3 separate regions of the Mus musculus genome follow, and regions 2 and 3 are each linked to region 1. A link is a contact called in public Hi-C data. All regions are on one chromosome and are shown on one strand. The core of a region is the stretch at or near the end of the contact, and the rest is flanking DNA. Distances in the headings are between cores, read along the strand shown.

What was found. Hi-C and Micro-C count contacts between places; a contact is called where the count stands out from the background.
Region 2: a Hi-C map of uterus shows a contact between it and region 1, with 5 times the contacts expected there. The contact joins the enhancer-like site here to the promoter of Chrdl2 in region 1. A contact is called at or near these places in 16 of 39 promoter capture datasets (the 3T3-L1 cell line, the C10 cell line, the HPC-7 cell line and 12 more), 18 of 484 Hi-C or Micro-C datasets (the AtT-20 cell line, the C10 cell line, the G1E-ER4 cell line and 13 more), 5 of 115 datasets of contacts at active chromatin or transcription factors (PVALB interneurons, bone marrow-derived dendritic cells, embryonic stem cells and 2 more) and 4 of 9 other capture datasets (adipose tissue, liver, macrophages and 1 more).
Region 3: a contact with region 1 is called in a Hi-C map of bone marrow-derived macrophages, with 55 read pairs. The contact joins the enhancer-like site here to the promoter of Chrdl2 in region 1. A contact is called at or near these places in 8 of 39 promoter capture datasets (the C10 cell line, the HPC-7 cell line, HPC-7-derived erythroid cells and 4 more), 1 of 15 datasets of contacts at CTCF or cohesin (large pre-B cells), 29 of 484 Hi-C or Micro-C datasets (B cells, the Ba/F3 cell line, the C2C12 cell line and 20 more), 9 of 115 datasets of contacts at active chromatin or transcription factors (the 230-238 cell line, bone marrow-derived dendritic cells, bone marrow-derived macrophages and 3 more) and 4 of 9 other capture datasets (adipose tissue, liver, macrophages and 1 more).

Annotation. Positions count from the first base shown.
Region 1 is chr7:100,003,551-100,007,757 of GRCm38.p6, forward strand. It overlaps Chrdl2 (chordin-like 2), which reads left to right and starts at 2,854. Exons shown (of 11, transcript NM_133709.3): 1 at 2,854-3,097. The coding sequence starts at 3,016.
Region 2 is chr7:100,077,670-100,082,086 of GRCm38.p6, forward strand. No RefSeq gene overlaps it. Among named protein-coding and RNA genes, the nearest start is that of Pold3, 42 kb to the right of the region's middle. Within about 2 kb of position 2,687, at least 5 of the 459 cell types and tissues checked have an H3K27ac peak or open chromatin away from gene starts, as enhancers often do. A contact at or near this core is called in the N1E-115 cell line and uterus, where this site is marked.
Region 3 is chr7:99,915,426-99,919,311 of GRCm38.p6, forward strand. It overlaps Xrra1 (X-ray radiation resistance associated 1), which reads left to right. Exons shown (of 19, transcript NM_001164258.1): 16 at 485-680; 17 at 1,273-1,388; 18 at 1,557-1,662; 19 at 1,955-2,399. The coding sequence ends at 2,214. Among named protein-coding and RNA genes, the nearest start is that of Gm38405, 11 kb to the left of the region's middle. Within about 2 kb of position 2,121, at least 69 of the 459 cell types and tissues checked have an H3K27ac peak or open chromatin away from gene starts, as enhancers often do. A contact at or near this core is called in Th1 cells, bone marrow-derived macrophages, double positive thymocytes and 1 more, where this site is marked.

The sequences.
Region 1 (4,207 bases), core at 1,604-4,103:
GGGGGTGTAGCTAAGTTATGTGTGTCCCTGGCACACAGGAGGCCCTGTCCACTCCCCAACTGAGTGTGGCAGTGCATCCGCAGCCACAGCACTTAGAGGGAGAGGTAGGAAGACTGTCAGTTAACATCATGGGGAGCTTGTTGGACAAACATAAGAACCTGAGTTCATGAGTTCAAACCCCTTGCACTCACATAAAAATAAAAAGTGTGTGTGTGTGTGTGTGTGTGTGTGTGTGTGTGTGTGTGTCTTAAAGCCTGTAACTCCAGCATTGTCTGTTGTGGAAAGTGAGAGGAGAATCCTTGGGGCTGGCTAGCTGGGTACTAGATTCTTTCCCATACAGGTAGACTCAAATAAGGTGGAAAGTGATCTAGCAAGACAACGACTGCCCTCATCTGGTCACAACGTGCAAGTGCGGGAACGTGTGCACCAAATACAGGTGTGCACATAGTGTACAAGTGTGCACACGAGAGAGACACACGGCAAAAATAAACAAGCAGCTCGAAGTCACAAGTTGCAGAACAAGGGTACATACCTACTTTTCTAGTCACAAGGAAGCTGAGGCCGGAGGATCGCCAAAGCCAGTTGGTGCAACTTGGCAAGACAGGAGTGGAGATGAGACTCAGTCAGAAAATCCTGGTCTACTTTGCTCATGGCCCAAGATTTAGAAGCAGAAGGAAACTGATCTTCTTGCAGAAGGAAAATGTGTACAACGATACAGAGGTGTGAAATGCATGGGCACTTGGGGGAGGCGAGTGGTTGGTAAAGGTGGAGGGGGTAGGAGGATACTGGTGGGTAGAGTGGGTACAGAGTGGGTGTAGGGGGTGTAGGGTGGGTACAGGGTGGGTAGAGTGGGTGACGGTGACAGAAAGGAGTCAGGAGTCAAATGTGCACAGACTTAAAGTCAATGCTGAATGTTATACATCTTAATCATACGAGTTCCAAGATGGCCAGAATGGGTTCAAGGGGGGCAAGGGGGCATCTGGTTTGTCGTTGAAATGATCAGCACAACTCTTGTGGAGAGTGTGGGGGAAAATACATTGGAACGCCTGGACCAGGGACAGGAGACCTGAAGACAGGCTGTGGGAAAGGACTGTGAGTAAGGACTGAAGACACCAGAGCTCTGAGGAAAGCTGAGGTGGCAGAGACCCTTCAGGAAAGCAGAATGAACAGGGTTTAGAACCCAATGAGCCCACCTTTGGCAACCTTAGACATCAAGACAGGTACAGAGCACACATTAGCAGAGACGGGGGGGGGGGGGGAGATTACTTCTTAGCAAACACTGTATCCAGGAGGGTGGAGTGGAGGAGAGCTTTGACAAGGAGAACCTAAGTCAGAGGAGGACTGGAAGGAGCTCATGTTTGTCTTCACTCTGAGAGCCCTGAGTAGGGGCTTTCTTGGTCACTGGTTCCTCCCACTGCTCACTTGGCGTGAGGAGTGCAGCCTTAACCCTGCCAGTCAGATAACCTGGAATGGGGTGTGGCCTGCCACTTCTCCATCCTTACACCTGTCCTGGTCTGAGACACTGGTAGCTGTGTAAGAGATGCTCAGGAATCAAGGTCCAAAGCCAGGACGACTGTGTTTGCCCACAGTGGCCCAGCAAGCTGTGGATGGCGCCAGCACCTTGAGTCTGCCCTCTCATTGCAGAGCCTGTGTGCTCTGGGGTGGACAGAGCTTGTTCTTTTCTTAGGGTCCTATTAGTTCAGGAGCTCACCTAACATGAGGTCTGGAGCAACAGCCTGCCCAGGCTGCTGGGGTTCTGGATCAGCGTGCTCACCTTCTGGTGAAAGGACAAAGCTCTGACCCTGGCTGTCACTGGCGCATGCAGAGCAGTGGGGCCTCGCCTGTAGAAAGAGTTCATCCTGGGCTGCTTGGTAAGTGGTAGCAGCAGTGACTCCATAGCAAAGCTACCTCTCATCTGGGGATGATGCCTAGGACCACCACCTGCCAATGGGAGATTCCAGGTACCTGAAATGGCTTTCCTCCAAAGTTGAAGTGCTTTGATGTTCCAAATCTTATTTAATCCTTTGCGACATTTGCAGGACGATATTGAAGACTTTTAAAGTAACTCAAATCATTATCTTAGTGCTGGAGAGAAAACCTTTCTCCTAGGCGCTATGTGCAAGCACACAGACTGTGTTCAAAATGGCAAGTGTCTCTGCACTCCCCCACCAAATACCCAATCCTGAGATTCCCAGACCCGTACTATGACCTTCCCCACTCAGTTTCATCTGAAATCTAACTGGGTTGGTTCCCCTTGCAGGCTGCGTACCGCGGGGAGCCAGGGGTTAAAACCCGGGGCGTCTGTGGCCCCCTTCCCCCTCCCCAGCCCCCTCGTCTCCACTCGGCGCCTTGCCTGGAGCGAAGGTTCCCAGCCCTGCACTAAAGGGGAGGGGGAGAAATGGGCTTGTTTCTCGTGGCCAATCCACGAGCTCGCGGTGCCTCAGAGGAGGCGCCAGCATTAGGGCGGCCCAGGGCTGCAGGCTTCCCGCGGCAAAGTACAAATGCGCCCGAGCGCGGCGTCTGGCGCCCGAGGCGTGCACAGCGGCAGCGCTCAACCTCCCCCGCGCCGCCACCGAGGGTCTTGTCGCCCCACCGCGCCCCAGACCCGCGCCGGACCCCGCGCCGCCGCGCCGCCGCCAGCCAGCGCCACAGGGACACTGCACCCCGGTGACCGCACCCCGCAGATCCCGGTTCTCTAGCTAGCACCTTCTCCCTCTCTGCCATAGCCTTTTTCTTCATTTCCCCAACTAATTTCTCTCTCTCTCTCTCTCTCTCTCTCTCTCTCTCTCTCTCTCTCTCTCTCTCTCTCTCTCTCTCTCTCTCTCTTCTCCTCGTCCCCTCCCCACCGTCCTCTCATCCTCACCTTAGACCTCTCCTGTCCTTGGCTCCTCTTCATCTTTGCTTTTCCGACTCCTCAAGCAGCGGTCCTACTTGGTCCTCTGAGGACTTACTTGTGTCCTTATCTCACTTTCTCCCGGCTCATCCCGGGGTTGTCTGACCTTGGGACAAGGAAGGATGGTTCCCGGGGTGAGGATCATCCCCTCTTTGCTGGGACTCGTGATGTTCTGGCTCCCGTTGGACTCGCAAGCACTATCCCGTAAGTAGAAACCAGGCAAAGTCTGGGCAGGCAGGGGAGGGATGCGAACCAGTGGGATGTACTTTGCTGGAAGATGTTAGTTAGGACCTGGGGACCCCTTAACGCTTGCATTTATCCAGGCAGCACCTGCATAGCAGGGGTAGATGTTGCTCCATGACCAGTGTGGGCTGGTGAGTCTTGGGGGGAGAAAAGTTTGGCAGAGTTTCTTTCTGGGGTGCTGCTGGGGGAAGAGCAGTGTGCATTGTGGGAAGGGACTTTACTCCCAGCAGCCTGATGTGTTGAGTGTGAAAGACGGAAAGGCTGATGAGCTCCTGGGCTGAAAGATGAACAAAGTGGAGTCCATTATCGCTTTTGATACTCACAACACTCCATGAGGTGTCATCATTACATTTAATTGATGAGTAAAATCGGCAGGGCAAAGAGAAGAAAGTTTCCGAAGCTGGTAAGCTATCCAAAGCCAAGAGTCTAATTCCAAATCCTGCCTTTACAGCGTCTGGGAGACACCCCGATGTGGGGCTGTGAGACTGGAAGGCATCGGGGCGTGGTGAAAAAAGATGAGGTTCTTCATCTTCCCAGCCTCACTGTGTGCCAGCTGATGGGTCAGACACGGAGGGCACCTCACCATCTCTTTTCTAATCTATAAAATAGGAGCCTCTTAAAGCCGTTAAATGTATTAAATGACAGGGAGCAGGCAGAGCAGCTTGTATAGAGATGCTACAAGGTGGCCTCATCAAAGTGTATCAGCTGCCTAAGCCCCCAGAGTTTCCACTTCAAACAGTAGGTTATGCAGGACCACAGCCTCTGTTTCCTAACTGCCCCTCCTTATGCTGGTGACTCCTTCTGAACCTCCCCAATAAAGAAACAGAGCCCAACAAGGACAGTAGTTTGCTCCAGGCCACCAAACTTGAAGACCCAGGTCCCCACCCCCTAGCTGACAACCTTTTCCAGGCTTGGCTCCACCTGCCAGCTCTGCTTCTGACTGGCTACTGGCTTTGTGGAGCTAGTGAGGCTAGATTCTGTCCTGCTTCTGGGAATGGAAATGTTGCATGTCTGTCTGACGTCCCCTAGCCTGTCAGTGGCATGAGAATTATGGACACCCTCATGTCTCAT
Region 2 (4,417 bases), core at 1,437-3,936, 74 kb after region 1:
GCTTTTACTTAGAAGCTGGGAACCTGAGCAGGTCCTCACACTTGTATGACAAATGCTCTATCCACTGCATACCCGTCCCGAGGTTCTGATCCTCTAAATGGAGACTATGGCTATGGCCTCACCTCTTTGCAAAACTGGGCAACAACTGTCCCTGGGCCACCTCCTACCTGTGAGGCTGCAGCGTGGCTTACTTAGGGCAGCACTGCCTGCTGTCCTTTGTTATCCTTACAAAGGCTGTGTCAACAGCAAGGCCAAGAACTGGATGAACTTCTCGAGGCAAATAGGATTCTTGATTTCAACTGAAACCAAATAGATGGATTCCTCCAAGAACTTAATTTACAGGGTTTCCTGGTGACCCAAAACGACTGGAAAACTTTATTTTTGTCTAAACGTCTTCTAAATTCTTTTAAAAATTCTTCCTAACATTTATTAGTCTGCTTATCTAACTTTGTAAGTTAGTAAGTATGGTATACAAAACATAATGGGCTGTTTATAGCCTCAAGAGCACTTGGTGGGGAGGCTGCAGAGAGGACTAAAATGAGTGGCTGGTTAAACATTGAGACAGGCTTCAAATTAGAACGTATGGGCTCTGAACAAGCCAGCGTGGTTTTCACTTATAAAAACGAGCGTCTCCACTAGAGCTGGCAACTTAGCTCAGCAGTTAAGGCTGCTCTTTCAGACGACCAGGTTTAATTCCCAATCACTATACAACTACTGTAACTCCAGTTCCGGGGGATCTGATGCCCTCTTCTGACCTTTACAGACATCAGACACACATGGTGCAGATGTAGCTACAAGCAAAACACCCATACAAACACACAAAAGAATGAGCATCAGTCATCAGTAGACGGTATAAACTAACATGTAGCCAATATGTAATTCCACATGGAGGGGTAAAACTGAGCAATGGAGTCCAACTGTCATGATACACACACACACACACACACACACAATCCTGCCTTCAATACTTCCCAATTCTATGATCTTGAGCAAACTGTTTTCTCAGGCAAAGCAGGAATAAAAGTGCCAGTGGACTAGAGACATAGTTCAGTAGCGTGTATGCCTAGTACGTACAAAGCCCTGGATTCCATCTCAGTACCACACAAACAGGGTGTGATGATCTATAACCACAGTCCCATCACTCAGGAAGTAGAGTGGATCAGGAGTTTAAGGGCACTGTTGGCTGCAGTGAGTCTGAGGCCAGCCTGGGATAACTCATCTCAGGGTTGTTAACAATGCATGCAGCAGTGCTTGGCACATAGAAGGTGCTTAAAATGAACTCTTTTCTCCTAGTTTCATGTGTCAAACTATAAGGTATTGCCCACACATTATCTTACTAATGGTTTGCATTTTAAGTGAAGACGCTGAAGTCAGGGGGCAGAACCTGGCCTACAGTCAATGCTGAACAGAGGCCCTTCTGCTTCAAGCTTACACTTCCATCAGAGAACCCTGCTATCCAGTGTGTCTAAACTGTTGGGACTCTACATAATCAAGGCGAACCTACAGAGAACCACTGTACAAACTGACTTGAAATATTCCTAGTTATTTGCTTCAAACTTGTCTGCAACTCTCCAGTCTCGGCGTGGACAGGAGCTATGTTAAAGACTCCCACTTGTACTTTTCTTACTTGGACCACAGTGTATAAATGGTGAATGAAGAGAACCCACAGCTGAGAGAACCCACGCAATGCTAACCGTTCCCCAGGGGTTTCCTGACACTCATCTAAGCATTGTCATTGTTGAACATTGTTGTTATAAACTAGTGTGTATGTGACTTGTCTCCAACATGGTAACTTACAGGCTCTTACAAATGCCAGTCTCTTGTCTGGGACTAAGGTGACGATCATCCAACAGCTTGAGGCTTTGCATGTGAAGGAAGGATCCAAAGCAGACATCAGACAAGGTGGTTTTTCCATCCTTCAAGCGCAGTCCAGGGAAAGGCAAGCCGCATGGAAGAAGAACCTTGAGAAAGCCCAGGAGACCGAAGGAAAAGCTGAAGAAGGGCTAGCCACAGAGAACTCTGAGCCTTAAAAAAGAAGGTGGTGAGAGCCAAGGGGAGGCCTCAAGGAATGAGGAGCCTGGCAAGGGTGAGGGAGAAAAATAAAGGAGGGGAGTGTGGCAGCTTAGGCTTGAAATGGAAGGGCAATTCTGGAGTTACGGTGGGTTCTGATCCAATGGAAAATTAGACCAGAAGCCTTACCAAGCTTCTCGCTAAGGAGCCTGGGTGGTCATCTGTGGGTGGCCCACACTTAAGAACACACACACACACACACACACACACACACAAAACTGGACAGAGACACAAGAGGGGAGAAGTGTCATGCAGCAGGGAGTGGCAAGAGCCGGTCCTAAATGCAGTTATTTGGGTACAATGTACCCTTCAGAGAGGGCACGGTGACAGCATGGGCTAATTTACAGAGCCTCCGGGTAATAACTCAGAAAGCAACACTCCCTTCTCCCAACAAAACGAGGCAGCCCCTGAAGGTTTCATGGTGGTAAAAGCTGCATTATACAGCATTCTGAGATCCCAGAACCAATGAAAAGAGAGACAAGTTTACTAAAACGAGTCTTGACACTGAGTGCATTTCTGGCAGATCCGTTATTAGACGCTAGTTCTACCCTGTCCTCAAGAAACGATTTGTTTCCTTATAAGGCTCTTCTCTTCTGCTCTCTGTACAAGCACCATCTTCTTAAAGGAGTAAAGCGGGGAGAACCTGTCCTGCCCCCATCCCACTCCTTGTGGTTCAAGCTAAGTAGAGGTCCCTACCACTGAGGGTGTCAAGGAACTATCAGCTCTCAAAAACCGATTCTGCTACAGAAATGCAAGCTGGAGTAGAGCGCCTGGGGAACAATGCACAGTTTTAGGCAGCCGCAGGAATGAACCAGCTTTAGCTCTGACAGTCTCTAATCTCATTAGCACTTTCCCACTACTAGACTTCAGATGCAGTATGCACTTCCTGACAGATATGCTCTCACAGTATCCAGGAGCACAGGACGTGCTGTCACATGGAACATCACAGAGTCATGAGAACTGACTTCTAATGGAATTAAAACAAACAAAAACCAAACAAAAACCCTCTCAACGTTTTTCAGTTGGTCTCCATTATCTATGGGCAAATTCCAAACTACTTAGCAGTACCCCAACGTCACATCTCAATGTATTTCCCCATTTTAAAATTCTACGATCTGGGAGCTGGAGACATGGCTCAGTGGTTAAGAGCACTTGCTGCTCTTACAGAGGGCTAGGGTCCCATTCCCGGAACCCACACGATGGCTGAGATGCCTTCTGAACTCCAGGGCACCAGGAACACACACAATGCACACACACTCAAAAGATACCAAACCTTAGTTCTACAATCTATCCTTTCACACCCAAAACCATGTTCTTTGCCTGGGACGTCCTCATTCTCCGTTCTTGGTAAAATCATACATGTCCTTCAAAGGACTGTGTGGTTCTCCCTCCAGCTCACCTTGAGACCCACCCTCTTGAAAGCACTGAAAGACCTGACTTATGTACTGCTGCACTCACTGCCCTGAAATTCCAATTTATAGATGCATGTCCACTGGATCCTGAAGACAAGAAACACATTCTAGTTTCTATTGTATCCTCATGTGTTCTGGTCAGATGCCTGGCATGTTACATGCAATAAATGTTTTAATGAATAGTAAATACTGCTATCTATAAGCATTTCTTTCAATAAAAAGAAAGTTCTACTGTTTAAAGCCTGTCATTAAGACAGGATGGCCATCTTCCCCTTTTGATCAGGTGTAAAGCCAGGAGGCCTCCATTTGGGTCATGTGCTGGGTAGCATTTCAAGGAGCTGGTAGCTGCCTGCATCTACCATCTGGAAAGCAGCAGCACTGAGTGCCTGTCACTGTGAACCACATTCAGGCTACAGACACCAGTACGACTCCACACCGAGTGGCTCATTTTAGTTTGACTTTGTTAAGGCTCCTGAGAGAAAAATTTGCCCAACATCACCCAGCCAGCAAGGGATGAAGCCAAACCAATACAGAATGCAAGATCAGGGCTAGATTTTCCTCCTAATGAACTGAAAAGTAAGGTTGGCTAAAGCTAAGATTTCCCACAGGACTGAAAAGATGAAGATAGCAAACATTTCAGATCGTGGGTATGTGCTTTTAACAACATAACTGAAAACCAGCCTGTTCCTGGTCAGCATTTGGATAACTGTACTCCTGCCGCCGGGCTGTCAAGTGACAGACCCATCAGACATTCAGTTTAAAGCTCTGCTTCAAAACAGCTTCTTGAATTTAACTCATCGGTAACCTGGCTGAGCACTGCATAGATTGGAGAGAAAGGCCACCACTCAACGTCTGCTTAGCTTTGCAGGCAGCCCAGAATCCAGGTGGCATACACGTTGCACACAGAAATCAGGTTTGCATTCTCCCTTGAAAGA
Region 3 (3,886 bases), core at 871-3,370, 89 kb before region 1:
CTACATGAAACAGGGTTTCCCATAATGAATAAAGCCATTTGGGCAGGCTAAAATGTCTCTGGTGTACCTCAGAGCAAGAGTAAAGAATGCCAAGCAAATACCCTCAGTGTGGCACTGGAAGGTCCTTCCTCTGGCCACCCACTTGTCTCTTTAAGTGTGCCCTAATGTCACTCCCTGGCTCCTGCTGTTGTAATCCTTCCTTGATTGCTTGCAGTCCAGCCCTCTCTCTCTGCCTTGTTTGGGGACAGCTCTCCTGTGTCCCTGGGACTTGGTCCAGACTAAGTCATCACTTCCTATGGAGTTTTCTGGCTGGTTTTGGGCCTCCTCTGAGAGTGCCCAGATTGGCCACACTCCTTCCTATTCCCACTCATTATCTAGTCTCCTGTCTGCGTCCTTCGTGCCTCAGCTTTATCTGTGTCAGGGCTCAGCACTGCTGGCTGGGATATGGCAGGGAACAAAAGAGTGTATTTTCTTCCTGGCACAGGTGAATGAGCTGCCATCCTCCACCGCCCACAGGGAAAATTTGGAGGCAGTGAATGACCAAAGGAGACCATCAACAGCACCCAGAGAGACAAAGAGGACTCGGAGGAAGCAGACGGCTACCTCTCTGCACAACAAGTATGACGGCTATGAAGAGCTGCTCACAGTCAAGCCTGACCCTGCGTTTTTGGAGCCAAAGGGTATGGGATTAAATGCTGGCATTAAAGGCATGTGCCACCAGGCCCTGCTCTCTGTCAGGGGATTCTTAGGGCATGGCAGCATCGATGTCCTTTGCTGAACTGTCATGGCATTGGAGGTCGTGGCTTTTTCAAAGACTAGCTGGATTAGCCTGGGTGTAAAATTTACTTGCAGAAAAGGGCTAATAACCAAGCAAAGCAAGCAGGCTCCTGAGCTCTCACAGCCCGTTAAGGACCGGTAGACCATCGCAAACCCATCCCACCTGGTTTGGGGCAGCAGAGACAGTGCCATCTCAGCTTTGATTCAATTTCCTCTGATGTGCCCCAGTATCTGTGCCTCCAAATTAGCCTGCCAAGGAGCGGCTTTCCTGAGAGTCAGCCCCTTTCCATGTGACTGCCTTTAAGGGATCACTGTGAGGCCAAAAGTCTCTTCACATTAGACTCTGAGCTCATGGGGACATTTCACTCAACGAATGGTGGAGGTCTAGGCAAGGGAGCAAACGAGGGAGCCCTGGGAACTGCTTTCTTGGGCGTTAAAGTCCTTGTCCAAGTGCTGATCTGGGTCAGGGATGACACCTGTTGCTGCATCCTCTAGGCATCCAGAAGAACGCACAGGCCCTGCATCGAATGCTGAAGCAGCCGCTCATCTGCCGCTCCTCCAAGCCCAGGCTGGACACTTTCCAGAAACCCTACGTTCCCAAGGAGAAGAGGGTAAGCACTTCAACCACTGACTGTTCCTGAGCTCCGAGGACTCCGCAGGTAGTACAGACCCAGTGGTTACTTTGGGACCCTGAGGCCAGTTTCCCAGCGCTCCCTACTGCCCCCTGCCTGTCACTATGACTGTATGAAGTGACAGACCTCTTCCTTGCCTTGTGCCAGGCCGGGAGGATACCGATTCTACCCCCACGGAAGACCCGAGCGCAGCTGCTGGATGATATCCTCATTCGCATGCGGGACCCTCGGAATGTTACTGAGGCTCCACTGGGTATGGTGCCAGCTGTCCCATCCGGCGCAAGTTTAGCAAGGAGGGCGGGTGCAAAGCTAGAAGGGAGCATGGTGAGCAGGGAGGGCTGTGGGAAATGGGAATTTCTGAGCGTCTACCTGCAGTGGGCTGTAGCATGCAGGCAGAGGTTTCCACGTCATCAGCACCTTCGGATCTTGTAAGACATGACTTCCTACTGTCGGGGCTGGACTGCTTCTACACACCGAAATACTTTCTGCATCTCTGGGCCAGGGAAACCGGGCGATCCTGGCGCTGTCCTTTCTCATTCCTGTAGGCACTGTGTTGCAGCGGCGCGCACAGCAGCGCCTAGTGAACCAGAAGCAATACCGAGAGGCCAAGAGGCTGCTCAAGGAGTTCCGCGCACGCTACCGGCAGCTGGTACGCAGCTCGCTGCGGACTGTGTTCGCTGCCAGCCCGCCGCCAAGGCCGCCTACCCGCCGTGCGCTGAGCGCCGGCCAGCCCAAGTTGGGCCGCTTCCTCGAGTTCATGGACGAGTTCTGCCAGGAGCCCACGGCCAGCGACTCGAAAGAGTAGAGCTGCACACCGCCCTCCCCAAGGGCTCTGCGCCCTGGACTGTGCCCAGCCCTGAACAGAGGGGGCTTGGGCTCCATTTCGCTCCGTGGTCAGTATGGGGAGCACAGCAGGACCTTGCCTCGGAGCCCGGCCAGGCTGCACCTGGTGGCTGGCCCAGCAGCAATAAAGAGTGGTGTAGAGCAATACAATGTGTGCCAAGTATCCTCCTTGGAGGTCAGGCCAGGGCCACAGTGGCAGTGTCACTAAAGAAAAATCTCTGCTGATTCCTGCATCCCAAGAGGGCTGTGAGTACCCCACCTGAGCCAATCAGGACAGCTTCCCTAAGTGCCTAAGCAGCAGCAAGTAGCCAGCAAGAGGCAGGGTGGGGAGGTGGGGGCTGTAGAGGCCAGGGGACAGTTTTCCTGTGAGGAAGCTTTTTCCATTGTGAGGGTGAAAGAACACAGAATGGTTCCTTTTGAGACCATTGCTGGTAGAAGGGAAGGTTTGGTTCCCCAGTGTCCTATAATCCAGTAAAGAAACAATCTGGCCAAAGCCGACTGGGGCTGCTGCATTCTTGGTGTGTGCCCTGTAGACAGCATCTGGCCCAGGAGGGTCTGGAGAAGTCCACCAGGACTATGCTGGGTGGGACCTAAGGAGGCAGCTGACCTGCAGTACCCAGGGCCCAGGAAGCACAAGGCTTCTTGATCCTCAGCAAGACAGATCCCCCCCCCCTTCCAATTCCAACCATTTGCATATTATTGAACCCAACTTCGCAGACTTATGCAAGTAGCCAGTTAAGCTTATACTAAGCTGTGATCATTCCCAGACATACATGTGATGTACTGTCACTACACAGGTCACCCTAGGTGACAAAGGGTACAGTTAGCCCATTCACAGATGTCTGAACAGAAACAGGTAACACAGTGACCCGCAGCAGTAGCCACACTCAGGGCATTTGTTGACTTGACTGGTCTTTCTGGAGTTCCAGAGCACTCATCTTTCCTTTACTGCTAGGAGAATCCTTCCTGACTCTGACATCGTCGACCCAGCAGGTTCCCTTCAGCCAGGTGTGCTCGTGCCACACATTCTCTCGGATGGACCTACCTCCACCAAAAAAACCCTGTTCCAACCTAGCTTCTTGCCTCTCTTTGGCACTGTTAATGGTGTTGCTACAAGGGACTGTGGAGTATATCTACTGGAGTTCCCCACTTCTGGCTCTGCTCTCTGTACCCCCATGGCAGCCCAATAATGGCACACTGATCTGGGCCAAGCACCTCTTGCTTCGATAGGCTGGGTACCTCTCCTCATCATTCTGAATTCCTTACTTTGGCTTCCCACCTCCTAAGCTGCTTTCATAGAGAGCAGAGTTCAAGCATGGGCCTCCTTTTCCATATATATAATAAGATGTTACAACTGGACCCCCAGAAGGAAGCCACTATGTAGTACCCCAATTTTGCCGCTACTCTAGTAACACTTGGTCAACAGACATGGCAGCTCATGCTTTGTTTTAGACAGGGTCTCATGTAGCCCAAGATGGCCTCCAACTCTGTAGCCAAGGATGGTGCTAGACTCCTGATCCTCCTGCCTCTGCACACTCCAAGCTGGGCTCACTGGTAACTTTTAGCTTCAGTTTGTGTCCTCCAACCTTCCCAACTGTCTCTAGTTACCCAAGATGCTGGTGAGCAATTTGGAA